Regions from separate parts of the Mus musculus genome. Here region 2 is linked to region 1. Evidence: chromatin contacts called from public Hi-C data. All regions are on one chromosome and are shown on one strand. Each heading gives the region's core, a stretch centred on a gene start, on an enhancer-like site or on the middle of the called end of the contact. The rest is flanking DNA. Distances are from core to core; before and after follow the strand shown.

Region 1 (6,752 bases), core at 2,348-4,847:
TATGAGCATAAGCCAACGATCTGGTTGAAAAGCAGACTGTACCAGCCATGAGGTTTTCTCCTGTCTGCCTTGTCTACCCATCCTCCCTTGCTATTGTACCAAGCAATATGTCTACATCCCTGAATTATTTATGCTCAAATTTTTGCCTGGGTTTGTTTTTGTTATTTTGGTTTGCTTTCTTTTTCTTAAAATAACTGTATTACAATGAACTTACAAATAAAACCATCACACAGCTAGATTTATGTAGTCACGCGAACACATGCTTGCCCAGTCCCGAGCTCTGTTTCTCTCCATGAACTTCTGTAGAGTTAGGCCATTCTGAAGCCGTGGAGGTTCACTTAGAGGCTTACACACTTTCACTGTCAATCCTATTTTTATATAGTATCCACCACAAAAAGAAAGGAAGGAAGGAAGAGTGGAAAGAAATAGAACTAGCATTTATCCCCTTTCATGGCCTTTGTGAGTATTGACTGGCTGTACACAGTCCTCTAACACTTGCCTGTTTACCTACAGTTGTATTTCCACAGCCTCACATGTTGCTATATAGCTACAAATCGATCATTTTACTTCAGTACAACTAGTATACTCATCCTCCACACAGAAGTATCTAGTTGCTAAGTTTTGTGGTTTCATTTGTTTGTGTGTGTGTGTGTGTTGTTGTTGTTGTTGTTGTTGTTGTTTTATTTTGATGAACAATCTCATGATTTGCATATGTATTGCCTCATGGTGTGTGTGTGTATCCAAGTCTCTCCAGGGATACCCATGGGGGTGAAATATCGAGACAGTAGGGAATGAAAATGTACAATATTATAATTCATAGTTCGAAATGTTTTTGAAAAAGTTACTTCTATTTATAGCCCCACCAACCACGTGACTAAAGCACCTCAATGCAAGGGCCGTGCGCGTTCTGTCCTAAAAGTGGCTTTCAGTAAACAGCTGACACGGCCATAAGAGTTAAGCCATATTAATCTTCAGCGCATCCTCTCAAACATTTCCAGATGCAAAATTTGATAATAAATCTTAGTTTTAAATGGTGTTGGGGGGTGGGGAGTGGAATGAATGTTTTAGTTGTACCACTAAGAAAAGAAATTCAACATTTTAAGTAAATGTTATAGTCTATCAATTCGAGCTTATTTTAATATCCCACGTGTTTTGTCAAATGAAGAATTAATTTCATAACACTAATATTCGGGCACAACATAATTTTTATTTTACTGTCCTTAAGAAGCATAAGATTGTTGTTGGTAACCCAAGTCTTTATATTAACTACAGAAATAGATCAAGGGTACCTGTGTTTGGAATAAAACACAGCATTGCACCAAATCTGTTCATGTAAACCACTTTTCCTAAGAAACCGTCATCCACTTTTTTTAGCCTTGTCTTTAATAATCTTCTAAAACGTTGCTAAATGCCGATGTTAACTGGAAAAACAAAACAAACTGTTGGGGAGTGGAGCAGAAAGGGAAGAAAATACCTCTTGGGAATTATTGACTGGGGCTGGAGAGATGTCTCAGTGCAGCAGAGCCCAGTTAGGGAGCTCACAACTGCCTGAAACTTGAGCTCCAGGCTATGCTACACCTTCTGGTATCTGCGGGACCCTCATGTGTACTCACATATACACAAGCACGTGCATGGAAAACAAATAATGGGCTTAAAACAATTGTTGTTGCTATTTGGCTGGAGAAGTGGCTCAAAAGTAGAGAGAGCACTTGCCTGGATGCACGAAGCCCAGAAACATACATCTCAACTAGGTTAAAGAGAGATCGTGACCACAGCAACTCTTATGAAGAAAAGCATTTAACTGGAGCTGGCTTACAGTTCAGAGGTTTAGTCTGTTTTTGTCATGGTGGGAAGCATGGTGGCATACAGCCAGACATGTTGCTAGATAGGGACCTGAGAACTCTACATCTGGATTCAGAGGCAGCAGAAAGTGACAAAAAAAAAAAAAAAAAAAAAAAAAACCACTAGACCTGGATTGAGTTTCTGAGACTCAAAGTTTTTTCCGGTCTAGCCTCGAACTCAGAAATCTGCCTGCCTTTGCTTCCCTAGTGCTGGGATTAAAGGTGTACACCTCCACTGCCCTGCGAGACTCAAAGTTTTGCCCACCCCCTAGGTGATGCACTTCCTCTGACAAGGCCCCACCCACTCAAACAAGGCCACGCCTCCTAATGATACCACTCCCTATGGGTGTATGGGTGATTTTTATTCAAACCACAGTACAAAATCATTGTTTACCTTATGAGATAACTCAGTGGGTAAAGGTACTTGCCACCCAGCCTGAGTTTCATTCCCAGGACCCAGATGGTGTAAGGAGAGAACTGACTCCTGAAAATTGTTGTTTAACCTTCACACATCACACACACACACACACACACACACACACACACCATATACTTTTAAAGAATAAAATATGCAAAAACTGAATTAACTTGCTTAGTCCAAATGAAAGTTAAATTAACAAGTATTTGGAGGAACATCGGGCACCACAAAAAAATTTAATTAATTTGAGATGAACATCTACTTGTGAAAGACTCTGAGAGGAGCCCCTCATTCAGGCCTCAGGACAATAGCGGACACCCAAGAACTCACGATAGACCGAGCTTGTTGCAAACCACATGAGGCTTTATTCAGGGAAAGCCAGAGCTCTGGGGACGACTCATATCCCACGCAGGGGTAGAGGAGTCGACCTCGAGGGGAAAGAGGTCTCAGTTTTTATAGGCCCTCAGGGGGAAAAGGAGAAGGGGGAGAGTAGGGGATTTCCAGATCTAAACAATGTCTATTCTCAAGAAATGGGTATGAGAGGGGTACAAGGAAAGAGTCTAATGAAGGTGCAGCAATGGGCACACACCTGGTCAGAACATTGGCAGACACACAGGTTCAAGGAGTGGCCAGAGCATTGTGCACCTCTATTTTTCTAAATCAGTGAAGCTAGTTCTGCTAACACTAACGTCTATCTTGCCAATTTCAGGGCTTCTGTGTCCTTTTACATTCTGCCAGGATCTTTCACTTGTATCATAATAAAATAGACTATCATTAACATTCCCCTTTGGGGAGAGGTGTATCCAGCAATATTCCATTTGTATACCCAATTCTTGTAAAGGCCTCTCGACATAGCCTGAGAATAACTGGATTGCCTTAAGGCTTCCTGTGTTCTACAGACAGTTTCTATTGAAAAACGCGTCATGTTGGGGTCACTAATAGGTGAAATTGGAACACCTGACTAATTTAAACTTAAGATGTTTTTCTCCTCTCTCTCTCTCTCTCTCTCTCTCTCTCTCTCTCTCTCTCTCTCTCTCTCTCTCTCTCTGTGTGTGTGTGTGTGTGTGTGGTGATCGAGCATGCATGCGTGTGTGTGTGTGTCCCAGGTTGATGCTGGGAGTGTTCAGTTACTCTCCACTTTAGTCACTAAGACCAGGTTTGATTGAACACACAGCTCCCAGATACACCTAGCCTGGCTAACCAGTTTGATCCAGGGATTCTCTGTGTCTACCTTGTGAGCACTGGAATTATGGGAAGGCCATCACACCCACTTGAGTTTGTATGGGACAGGAGGATCCAAACTCCAGTTCCTAAGACTGTCTGCTTGCACAGTAAGTGCTTAACTGCTGAGCCATCTCTCCAGCCCCTACACAGATTATCTGGTGCACAGGTGTTAAGAACTGCAATGTCCTCTTGGAGGATTTTTCTTTCCTTTGATGAGTATGTAGTGTCCCTTCCTATCTCTTCTGATTAGTTTTGGTCTGAAGTATGTTTGCTCAGACTTTGAAATGGCCATACCAGCTTGCTTCTTAGATTCATTTTCATGAAATGTCTTTTTCCATCCTTTTACCCCGAGGTGATGTCTGTCCTTGATATTAAGGAGTATTTCTTGGATGGAGCAGAAAAATGTTTTCACATGCATTCTGTTAGTTTATCTTTTTATCAGGGAATTTAGAGAACGAAGACATCAGGAAAAGATGGCTGTTGTGCTGGTGGTGGTGATGCTGGTGGTGGTGGTGGTGATGATGATGGTGTTTCCAGGTAAAATGTTTTGAGGTTTGGGGATCTGACACACGGGAATGATCATTGGCTGGAGGCCGTGCTGAGGTGGTCCACAGAGGGAAGAAAGCAGGGTGTTCCACCAGTATCTGCTAGGTCCCCTGGAATGGGGACAGAATTAGGAGAGACTGCAAGGTTGTCTGTTACAGAGCTGAGAGGACTGGCATTGGAGGACTGGAGGGAGAAATAACAATTTGCGGTTGGCCTGCCTGCTTCCCTGGTCAGAGTAGCCTGAGGGTTCCCAGGAGATGCCTATTGGATTTGGGGGCTGGGATAAAGCAATGAGCAGGGGAGAAAAGTTTGGAAGGGAAGATCTGTGTGATGGACTGGAAGTGGTAGCAAAGAGCAAGGGGAAGCCACAGCAGGTGTTCTGCTGCAGGGCTCGGGATGAGACTGGGGAATTGGATTTGGAGGGAAAGAGGAAGAGGGAAAGATCTGCAACTAGACTTCCTGCTTCACTGGCCCAAGTGAATACTAGAATGTCTAAGATTCTAAATGACACTCATTACTCAAAGTTAGACTCAGGAATATTTGGAATAATGAGCCACCATTACCTACTTCTAACTACCTGAAAACCTTATCTTAGTTTTTCTTTGTTACACAGCCCTTCTAATATATTCAACCAGTGAGCTTATCTCAAGCTTCATGTCTGCACATTAAGTTGGGAGTTGCTCAGTAACCACCCTTATGGTATTTTCGCCAAACGTATAAATATAGTCAAGAATATACGTACTACTAAAATAGTCAATTTAGGAAATGATGTTTTGAGTATTTTGCTTTTAATACAGTCTACTTAATTGTAAGTGTATATAATTCAACCTGTCTGTGGCGTGTGTGTGTGCGGGTGCATGTGCGCACACACGTATATATGTATATTGGTGTGTTGACTAGTTTTGTGAACTTGACACAGTCTTGACATCAGAAAAGAGAGAGCTAATGCCTCCAAAAGATTTGGCTGTAAGCATTTTCTTAACTAGTGATTGATGGGGGAAAGCCCAGCCTATTTTGGGTGGGGCTGCTTCTGGGCTGGTGGTCCTAGATTGTATAAGAAGCAGGCTGTGTACACCATGGGGAGAAAGCCAGTTAGCAGCACCCTCCATGGCCGCAGCATCAGCTCTTGCCTCCAGGTTCCTGCCCTGCTAGAGTTCCTGCCCTCACTGCTTATGACAATGAACTGCTAAGGGAGCAGTGAGTAAAGTCGACTGTTTCCTCCCGAGTTCCTTTGGTCACAGCAGTGGGAACACTAAGTCAGCTGAGGATCGTCTATTCTCGCTTCTCCTCAGTTTTTGACAGTGCTGATGGCAATGGCGGGCAAGGTGCACCATGGCCCAAAGCAGCATTTTATGGAGAAGGACAGATATCTGTTTCACACACAGAAAAGCTCAAGGGCTTCTGTGGAATCCACTAGCCCTCTCTTGGAATCAGGTGACCATTCAGACCATCTGAAACATGAAATCGCAGCCACCCCAACTAGGTTTCCTGTATTGACCAATGGCTTTTTATGATGTGAACACTCCCCACCCTCAGGCTTAAGACCTGCGCCCTCTAGTTGGGGACCCCAATCCTTTTGACTCTGGCAGGTCACCAAGCTCTTCTCTCAGCTGCTCTGCTCCCAGTGTGTTTGCTAATTTAATTGCTTGACTTCAGTTTTCAGTCCTGGTTCCTGTGTGTGTGGTGGTGGTATGGGACCTGACATCTAAATGGAACACACACAAGGAGGGAGAAATAGTCTCCCTTTATACTCTCCTGCCTGCTCTGTACTCCCCTGCCTGCTCCAAGCAGCCTGTTGCACCCAAGGGAAAGGAGAGTTCTCTTTCATAGTTTATGGCTCCTTTTCAACTAATGATCCATATATTTGAAAAACTCAAACCCCACCGTTCTCTGAAAAGAGTAGACAACCTGCTCCCAGGTCTAGCAGGGGAATCTCCACTAAATAATGCAGCTAGAAGGAAAACCAGGTAAGTCATTACTTAACTGAAATGACCTAAGACTTAGGGCCAGCTACCTCGGCCAGAGAGCAGAACTGACCAGTCTGACCCAGGCTCTCAGATGATGAAATGAAAGTCCATCCCCATATCTATGCTTTTACTAGCATGCATGTTCATGGTATGATCTATAGAGAAAGAGGGTTTCTCACCACTGGAGCAAAGAACATTAAAACAAAGAGGAAATCTTGGCCCTCCTGAAGGCTATGAGGCTTCCCCTACAAGTTGCTATCCTCCACTGATGAGAATATCAAAATGATGACTCCCCAGAGGCAAGAGGTAATCAACTACTGATCTGGCCACCCAACAATACCAATGATACTGATATTCTGGTGACCTGACCCAGAGAGACTCTATGGTACAACCAAGAGGAATTAAAATATGCAAAAAGGAAAAAAATGGACAGTTTGAACCCACAGGCTGATGGAGGACACTAAAGGAAAAGATCATTCTCCCAGAAACAGTTGATGGGACTCTGGTAACTAACCTCCAACAGGGTACTCATCAGGATCCACAGAACTTTGAGCTGCTCAGATCACGGTATGCTACAGCTGCACTCTACAGCCTGGTGCCAGATGTCTCAACCAGTGCCAGATTGGTGTTCAAGTGAATCCAAAACAAAGAGTCCTTACCCAGGAAGGAGTCCAGATGAGAGACCAGCATCCCAGAGAACATGGAGAAACTGAGATCCAGCCCTGCCACCCGAGGATATAAATACTGGCCAGTTTT
Region 2 (6,752 bases), core at 2,794-5,293, about 18 Mb before region 1:
TGTCTCCGTAGTGTCAGGACCAGGCAAGTGTTGATGCACTGTGTGGAGTCTGGAGACAGCCTGTGCCTCTCACCCTTAGCCTCCAAGCTAGTAGTAGAGGCTGAGGACTTTGGTGTCCTGTCATGCTCACCTGGAGGGGCTCTGCTTTGCCTTTCAGCCGGTTCCCTAGGGATCTGCCTGGCCTCAGGTCCTGAAAGGGATCATGGGAGGTCAGCAACATACCAAGGTATCAGCATTACCTTTCTCTGAGTTCCTGCTGTGTGCTTTTCAAAATTGATGCTCCTGCCGTTCCATAGATAAGAAAACCAAAATTGAGAGGTTAAACAACTCGCTGAGGGCCATCTCCAGAGTGTTAACACCCTGATCCAAGCCCTTTTATGTCTCCACAAAGCTTATCTGTGTTGGCAACCTCTATTAGATGGGAGGAGAACCTAGGCCTGCTGTCTTGTTCCACGCACCAGTCCTCTGAGATAGGCTGCGTAATTATCTGTAGTTTTGTAGCTAGGAGTGCTAGTCCAGCCTTAGTTACCCTGGGTTTGGTATCATCATACAGAGGTGGGAGCAAAATATTAATATCCATCAAAAAGAGGTTTGCATTGCTTCAGTCTCTTTCCTCTTAGGGTTTCAGGTGTGTTTGGGGGGAGGGGGAGGGGGGGGACTGGGTGGGGGTGGGTGATGGAATCAAGCCCAGGGCTAGGCAAGTGCTTCCTCACTGAGCTCTAAGCCTAGCTCCCCAATTCTCCTGTCTTCCCTGTCTGTCTTCCAGCTTTGTAACTATGTAACGCTTTCAGATTTTAGTAGCTGTCACATGTGCCATAACATTTGATAGATTATCATGTGATATAGGCAGGATCATTGTTATTTTTCCATTTAGTAGAGGAGAAAATGGAGTTCCAGAGAAGTTAGATGGCTTGTGCGAGGCTGCAGGCTGAAATGAAGGAAGTGGCTGGGATGCACCGTTCTTAATCTCCCCAGCTTCTGGGCCATGTTCCCTCTGAAGGCAGGCAGGGAAGCTGCTCAGAGAGCCTCTGACAGAGCTGCACCCTCCTGCCTTCCCTTTGCTCTCCAGCTCTTCCCAGGGCTCCAGGCCAGTCGTGCTGGCCAGTCTCTCAGAGGAGGTTTTGACCTGGAAAAGGCTGGGGGTTTCGGTGGAGGAGGAGAAAGAGGTTGCTGTGTTCTTGATCTTGAAATATGAGACCAGAGAGTAGAAAGTCCTAGGAGCCTAGATGCAGAGTGGCTCTCAGCGTGGAGAAGGGAGCCATGCACGCATGCTCGGGGAAGGGCTACTCCCGGTTTAGCCTGGAATAGTAGTAGTACTAGGTGTTGTTCCATTTTATAGATGGATAAGCAGAGGCCTAAATAAGTTAAACAAGTTGTCCAAGAGGACATAGCCAAAGGTAGACAGTCAGGATGAGAAACTGTCAGTGACTTGAGTATAGTGAATGGGAACAGATCACAGAAAGACACTCCTGAAGGCTGTGGGTGGTGGCCTCTTTAGTAGTGTTGACACATGCAAGCCTGGAGGTGGGGGTCCCATGTTATGGGAGCGTACACTGCCCTTCCCCAGGCACATCTGGACAGCAGCATCTGTGGCTGTCCTGGCCCTTCCATTCACCACAGAAAGGCCTGGTGTGAAAGCGTTTCTATCCCACCACTTTTCTTTGTGGCTGTAGCAGCCCTCTTGGCTCCTTGTGTTGCATGTTCTGCATCTCCTCTCATAGGTGTGCACGCTGCCAGGCTGGCAGAGCCAGAGCCCTTGTGTCCCCTGCTCCCTGACTCTGGCCCCTCTGCGTCTTTCATCCCCTGCTCTCTTCACCTTTCCAATCTTGCTTTTCAGACAGCGTGGACTTGATGGAGTCCTTACGGCACCCAGGATGGAAGCTTCTGCAGCTCCCAGTTGCCCCTGAAGATCATTTTTCTTTCTATTCTGCTCTCCCTCTGTCTATCAGCTTCTCCCATGTGGAAGGGGGCTCCCAGTTTCTCCTTCCTACACATTTAATTTCTTCAGCAACTTTTATTAACCTCGCTCGTCTCTGGGGACTGCAGTGCTCATCCGTCTCTGCCCTTCTCAAACCCATTCGACAAAATTGGGATGGTATTGAAATAAATGGGCCCTGCAGCCAGCCACCCTCTTCAAGATGGAGGCTCTTAAATCTGGGCTAGAAATCTCTAGCAAATGCCATTAGTTTTCCAGGAGATAATACTACTGCTTCACTCTGGGTCTGAGCCCTGGGAAGGTGCTGTCAGAATCTCCCAGAATACCATGGGGTCTGGGTTTTTGAGTCAGAGAAGGGATAGCAGAATTCTGAGTCTCATGTGGCACTCAAGGCCCAGTGGGGCTATTTCAGGAAGCGATTCTACGTGTGTTATCTCTCTCCCCAGCTTCCTAACTTGGCTTAAGAATAATAAATTCTTCTTTAGGACAGGATTGCTTGTTCTCTCTGACCTGCATTTCCTTCTGAGGCAATATGAGGAGTATATCCTAACCGGAGGCTGTGGAGAAAATGCAGAATTAGTTATTTCCCTCACCAGGAATGTTCAGTCACTCATGGCTTCATGATCAGAACGGTATAGCCATGTATGGAATAATGGTGGCAAGGCCTTCAGAGAGATGCGTCATTAGGTACTTTCTTCAGCTGGGTCAACATCACAGCGTACGTAGCACAATCCTATTGCTAGGCGGTAGAATCTTGTGCTTCCTTAGGGGTAGGCATTTTCTCACTGACCCCAAGCATCATTACGGGACTGGAATGAAGCCTAGTGGTTGAGCGCATGCTAATGTGCAAGCCCCACCTGCACTCAGCCTTCAGCACCACCAATAGAACCATACTGCGAGAAAGCATGTGGATAGATTGCATACTACAAGATGAGTAAGTTACTCTCTCTACTCCTAAGGGTCTTTATCTTTTATGTGAAATTATTCAACTCCATTGGCCTCAGTTTCTTCTTCCACAAAATGGGGACAACTAATTTAAAAAAAAAACTAGTATAATTACTTGGAAAATGGGTACAAATTATGTGGAATAATTTAAAAAATTATAATATGTAGTTTCTTCTTATCTAGATACTAAAACCCCCAAACATACCACACACACTATGCCCAGTGTGTGTGTGTATGTGTGTGTGTGTGTGTGTGTGTGTGTGTGTGTGTGTGTGTGTGTGTGTGTTTCTGTGTAGGTTTGTAGGTTGGTATTAAGTTGCTGCTATAGTAGCGTGAAGGCCAGAGCTGGAGGATTTTAGCAGAGAGGAGTTTGGGCTACAGTGATTTCGACAGCTCCCTGGGAGATGTGGTCTTAGAGCTAGGGATGGATATGTATGTAGCAAGCAGAGAAAGAAAACCCCATAGGTCCACCTTCCCAAGTCAAGGTGTGTGGCTGGCAGGCAGGCAGGAGCAGGAAGACTTTGGAGTGAGGTGGGGGCTCGGAGGATATAGTCTGGGAAGAGGCAGACCTGCTGAGATGAGCTCAAGCCAGAGACTGCTAACTAAACCCTGAGGACTGGCTGGTTCAAAGACAGCTCTCGAAGCCAGCTGGACTTTATTCTTTTCTTTCTTAATTTTCTTCTTATTGTTTTTGTTGTTGTTGTTTGGTTGTTTTGTTTTGTTTAGCTCTGGCTGACCTGGAACTAGCTTTGTAGACCAGGCTGGCCCCAAACTCTGCCTGTCTCTGCCTCCAGAGTGCTGGGATTAAAAGCGTGCGCCACCACTGCTGACTGCTTTGTTCTGTTGATATGTCTCACCTTGTAGCTCATGTAGGCTGCCTCTGCCTCTTGCGTCTTGAGCCTTCTGAGTTTTAAACAGAGTGTGTTGAAAACAAGTCATGGTCTTTATATCTTTCTCCATCAAATTTTCCCCTCCTCCAAACTCCTAACCTGCGAGGGCTGCTGTAGAGATTTGTAGCCCCTATGGTAAAATAAAAAGTAATAAAGTAAAATGTGCAAATGAAATAAAGATCAATTTGACTAGGTGAAAGTGAACAGAAACCATTATGAACGTGTCATTGGAAGTCCCCAGTCTGTGACCTGGGTTTGGAGCCTGGAAGTGGGGGTGCTCTTGGAGAGTCCTTTGGCATGTGGTAAAACTCTCTGGAAGCAAGGTTCAGCAGAGAGAAGGCAGAGGGCCTTCTTACCCAGATACCTGGAGTTGAGTCCGAGCCATTTGTCTTTGTCCACTCTGAGCCTGGGCATAGTCTATATTGTCCAGGGTTGAGAGAAACACCAGGTTTAGACTTTCCCGGGCAGTCTCAGACTGTGTCTGCAGCCCTAACACTGGTTACTTAGGGATAGAGCAGCTCAGAATTTCTTAGGGCCTCAGCAGGGAGGTGAGCTTCCTGGGATTTCAGTGGGAACCTCCTCAGAGAGGCCCTGGCAAGGAGACAGGGGAAACAAGCACTGGCTGGTGTGTGTATGTGTGTGTGTGTGTGTGTGTGTGTGTGTGTGTGTGTGTGTGTGTGTGTGTGTGTGTGTGTGTGGTGATCCTAGGCCTGGGGATTAGAAGGTGAGATTTAGTCCTGTCCTTGAGGCACTCCCAGCCTGCCGTGGGAGGTGCATCTATAAACACATACAGACAGTCCTGCAAAGCAGAGGTTGCAAGAGAAGTATGTGAAAAATGCTGGGAGTCTGACTTTCCTGCTGGATGCTTGAAGCTGGGAGTACATGGTGGGAAGTGGCTGTACCGCTCGTTCGCTTGCTCGCTGTGCCTGCAGCTGCGCTGGAGCGCTGGGCAGCTAGATGTCCTGTCTCTGGAGAGTCCTCGTGCCCCTGCTCCAGACAGAAGGAGCCAAGGACTCCCCAGGATCGAACCTTCCTTCTGCCTGAGGATTTTGATTTGTAAGAACAAAGGCAGTTTGTGGAAAACACCCTTTCCTCAAGTCTCCCAACCTCTTGTGTCCACTTTCCTCTCCCCAGCCCCCGCTCCTGCCCAGCAGAGCTGATTTCTAAATTAACTTTCTCCTAATCAGCTCAGCTGAGGTTTTATTATTATTCCCCCTCCCCGAATTCTCCATGCACAGCCTGGGGCCCTATGTGCTCCATTACCCAACATTGCCCCACCATGAGGCCCTTTTAACTGTTTCTTCCCACATTCTGTTCATTTAACTGGGAGCTTATTATAGGGAAGGAAGAGATGGCCAGAGGGACTGAAAACAGAGTGGAGCAGGAGAAGGCATTTTCTAAGCAATGAAAACCCAGAGCTGGGCATGCTGGCTGCTCTTAGAAAAATGGAAGTTTTCTTCTTCTTCATTTTTAAGCAACCGAGGACTTCCTGCCTAGACCATGGGATGCTTCCTCTATGACCTCCAGCCCCAGGATCTTACCCACTGCTCTGTGGATCTGTCCCACCTCACCTCCCAACTCCTTCAGGAAATCTGCCACCTGGACTGCATTGTGGGATGGGGTCCCCAGTGTCCCCACAAAGGCCCCTCCCCTCCATGCTCACTGTGGCTATGCTGACAAAGTAGGCACCATTCAGTGCCAGCACTGGCTACTTTGTGGATGATGCTGGCCTTGATGCGCCTCTCTCCCTACAAACACCTGGGGACATCACTCATCCCTGGTCAGTTAGTGGAGTGAGCGTGCAATCTCATTTTAATGCTAGTATGAGCCAGAGATAACTAGAAGGGAATACTCACCTCTGCAAACTATTATGATGCCTGGCCCAGGCAAGTGGGAATGACTTTTGGACTGTCTGTACCACTCTTGTGCTCTGTTTATGCAGCGCACGGAGAAATTGGTAATATTTGCATAAGAGGGTTTTGCACACACTTTCAATTTCACTCCTGGGTCATGATGTAACACAGCTTACTCTGTAAAAACAGGTAACCGAGAGTCTCCTAGGATACCACCACTTAACCAGGGGACTATAGGAGTATTAAGCCTTTTTTGCCAGAGTTGGGCACTGTGTGCCCCTTAGAGCCTTGGCTTGCTTCCTTGGCTATAAAGTGCAGATGGTTGTCCCTGCCCCCCAGGGTGACTGTGACAATTTGAATGACATGATGTCGAAAGCAGAGGGTTTGGTGCTCACCAAACCTTTTAGCAAAGCACAGTGCTTGATTTTTCGAGGTTCACAGTGCAAGACAAATCTGAAGAGGGGGACAGAGGGAGAGAGGAGCCATGATGAGCCAAATGCCTTAGTGGTGCCGAGGAAGTGAGCTTGGGAGGCAACCAATGATGTGATTCCTGCACTTTGTACTCTGAGGTTTCAGGGATGGGGGACCCTGGGGTGGGGCTGGGCGTGTCACCCTGCTTTAGAATTCAGTCTGTATTCTGTGTCAGGAGACTGAGTGGTCTTTTACCCTTTGTAAGCTGCGGTTTCCTCATCACATACTTGTAGCCAATCTGCATCCTATAAGAGGCGTTGCAGGACCGTAAGCTTGGGTGTTAACTGCAGAAGCATCAGCTCTTTACGGTAGGACAAGAGTTTCAAGCTTCGAAGGACCCCTGGAAAAGAGATTGTGCCTTGGCCAGAGATTCCCTGGTAGTGTTGCTGCTGCAGGATCCTATTGAGGTGTGAGAGGGAGGATGCTTTTGTTTGTCTTCTACAGGGAATCAAGGGAGAACAAAATTCCGTGGCCGAGCTTGCTTTTAAAACAGTTTGGCTGGGAGGCTGCTTCGGAGGCATTGATGTGCTAGTTTTAGGAAAGCAGAAGTGGGAGCCTCCTTACCCCTGAGGCTGATCCCTCGGGGCTCTCCCTGCCACCTGCCCAACTCCAGCCCCACCCCCTTGCCAGATCTTCCCATACTTCCTGCTTCAGAGT

The links. Hi-C and Micro-C count contacts between places; a contact is called where the count stands out from the background.
Region 2: a contact with region 1 is called in a Hi-C map of rod photoreceptor, with 26 times the contacts expected there. The contact joins two enhancer-like sites. A contact is called at or near these places in 3 of 484 Hi-C or Micro-C datasets (double positive thymocytes, retina and rod photoreceptor).

The regions. Positions count from the first base shown.
Region 1 is chr3:69,305,971-69,312,722 of GRCm38.p6, reverse strand. No RefSeq gene overlaps it. Among named protein-coding and RNA genes, the nearest start is that of Ppm1l, 7.6 kb to the left of the region's middle. Within about 2 kb of position 3,597, at least 1 of the 459 cell types and tissues checked has an H3K27ac peak or open chromatin away from gene starts, as enhancers often do. A contact at or near this core is called in rod photoreceptor, where this site is marked.
Region 2 is chr3:87,163,287-87,170,038 of GRCm38.p6, reverse strand. The region is part of intron 1 of Kirrel (kirre like nephrin family adhesion molecule 1); the gene reads left to right. Among named protein-coding and RNA genes, the nearest start is that of Kirrel, 7.9 kb to the left of the region's middle. Within about 2 kb of position 4,043, at least 74 of the 459 cell types and tissues checked have an H3K27ac peak or open chromatin away from gene starts, as enhancers often do. A contact at or near this core is called in rod photoreceptor, where this site is marked.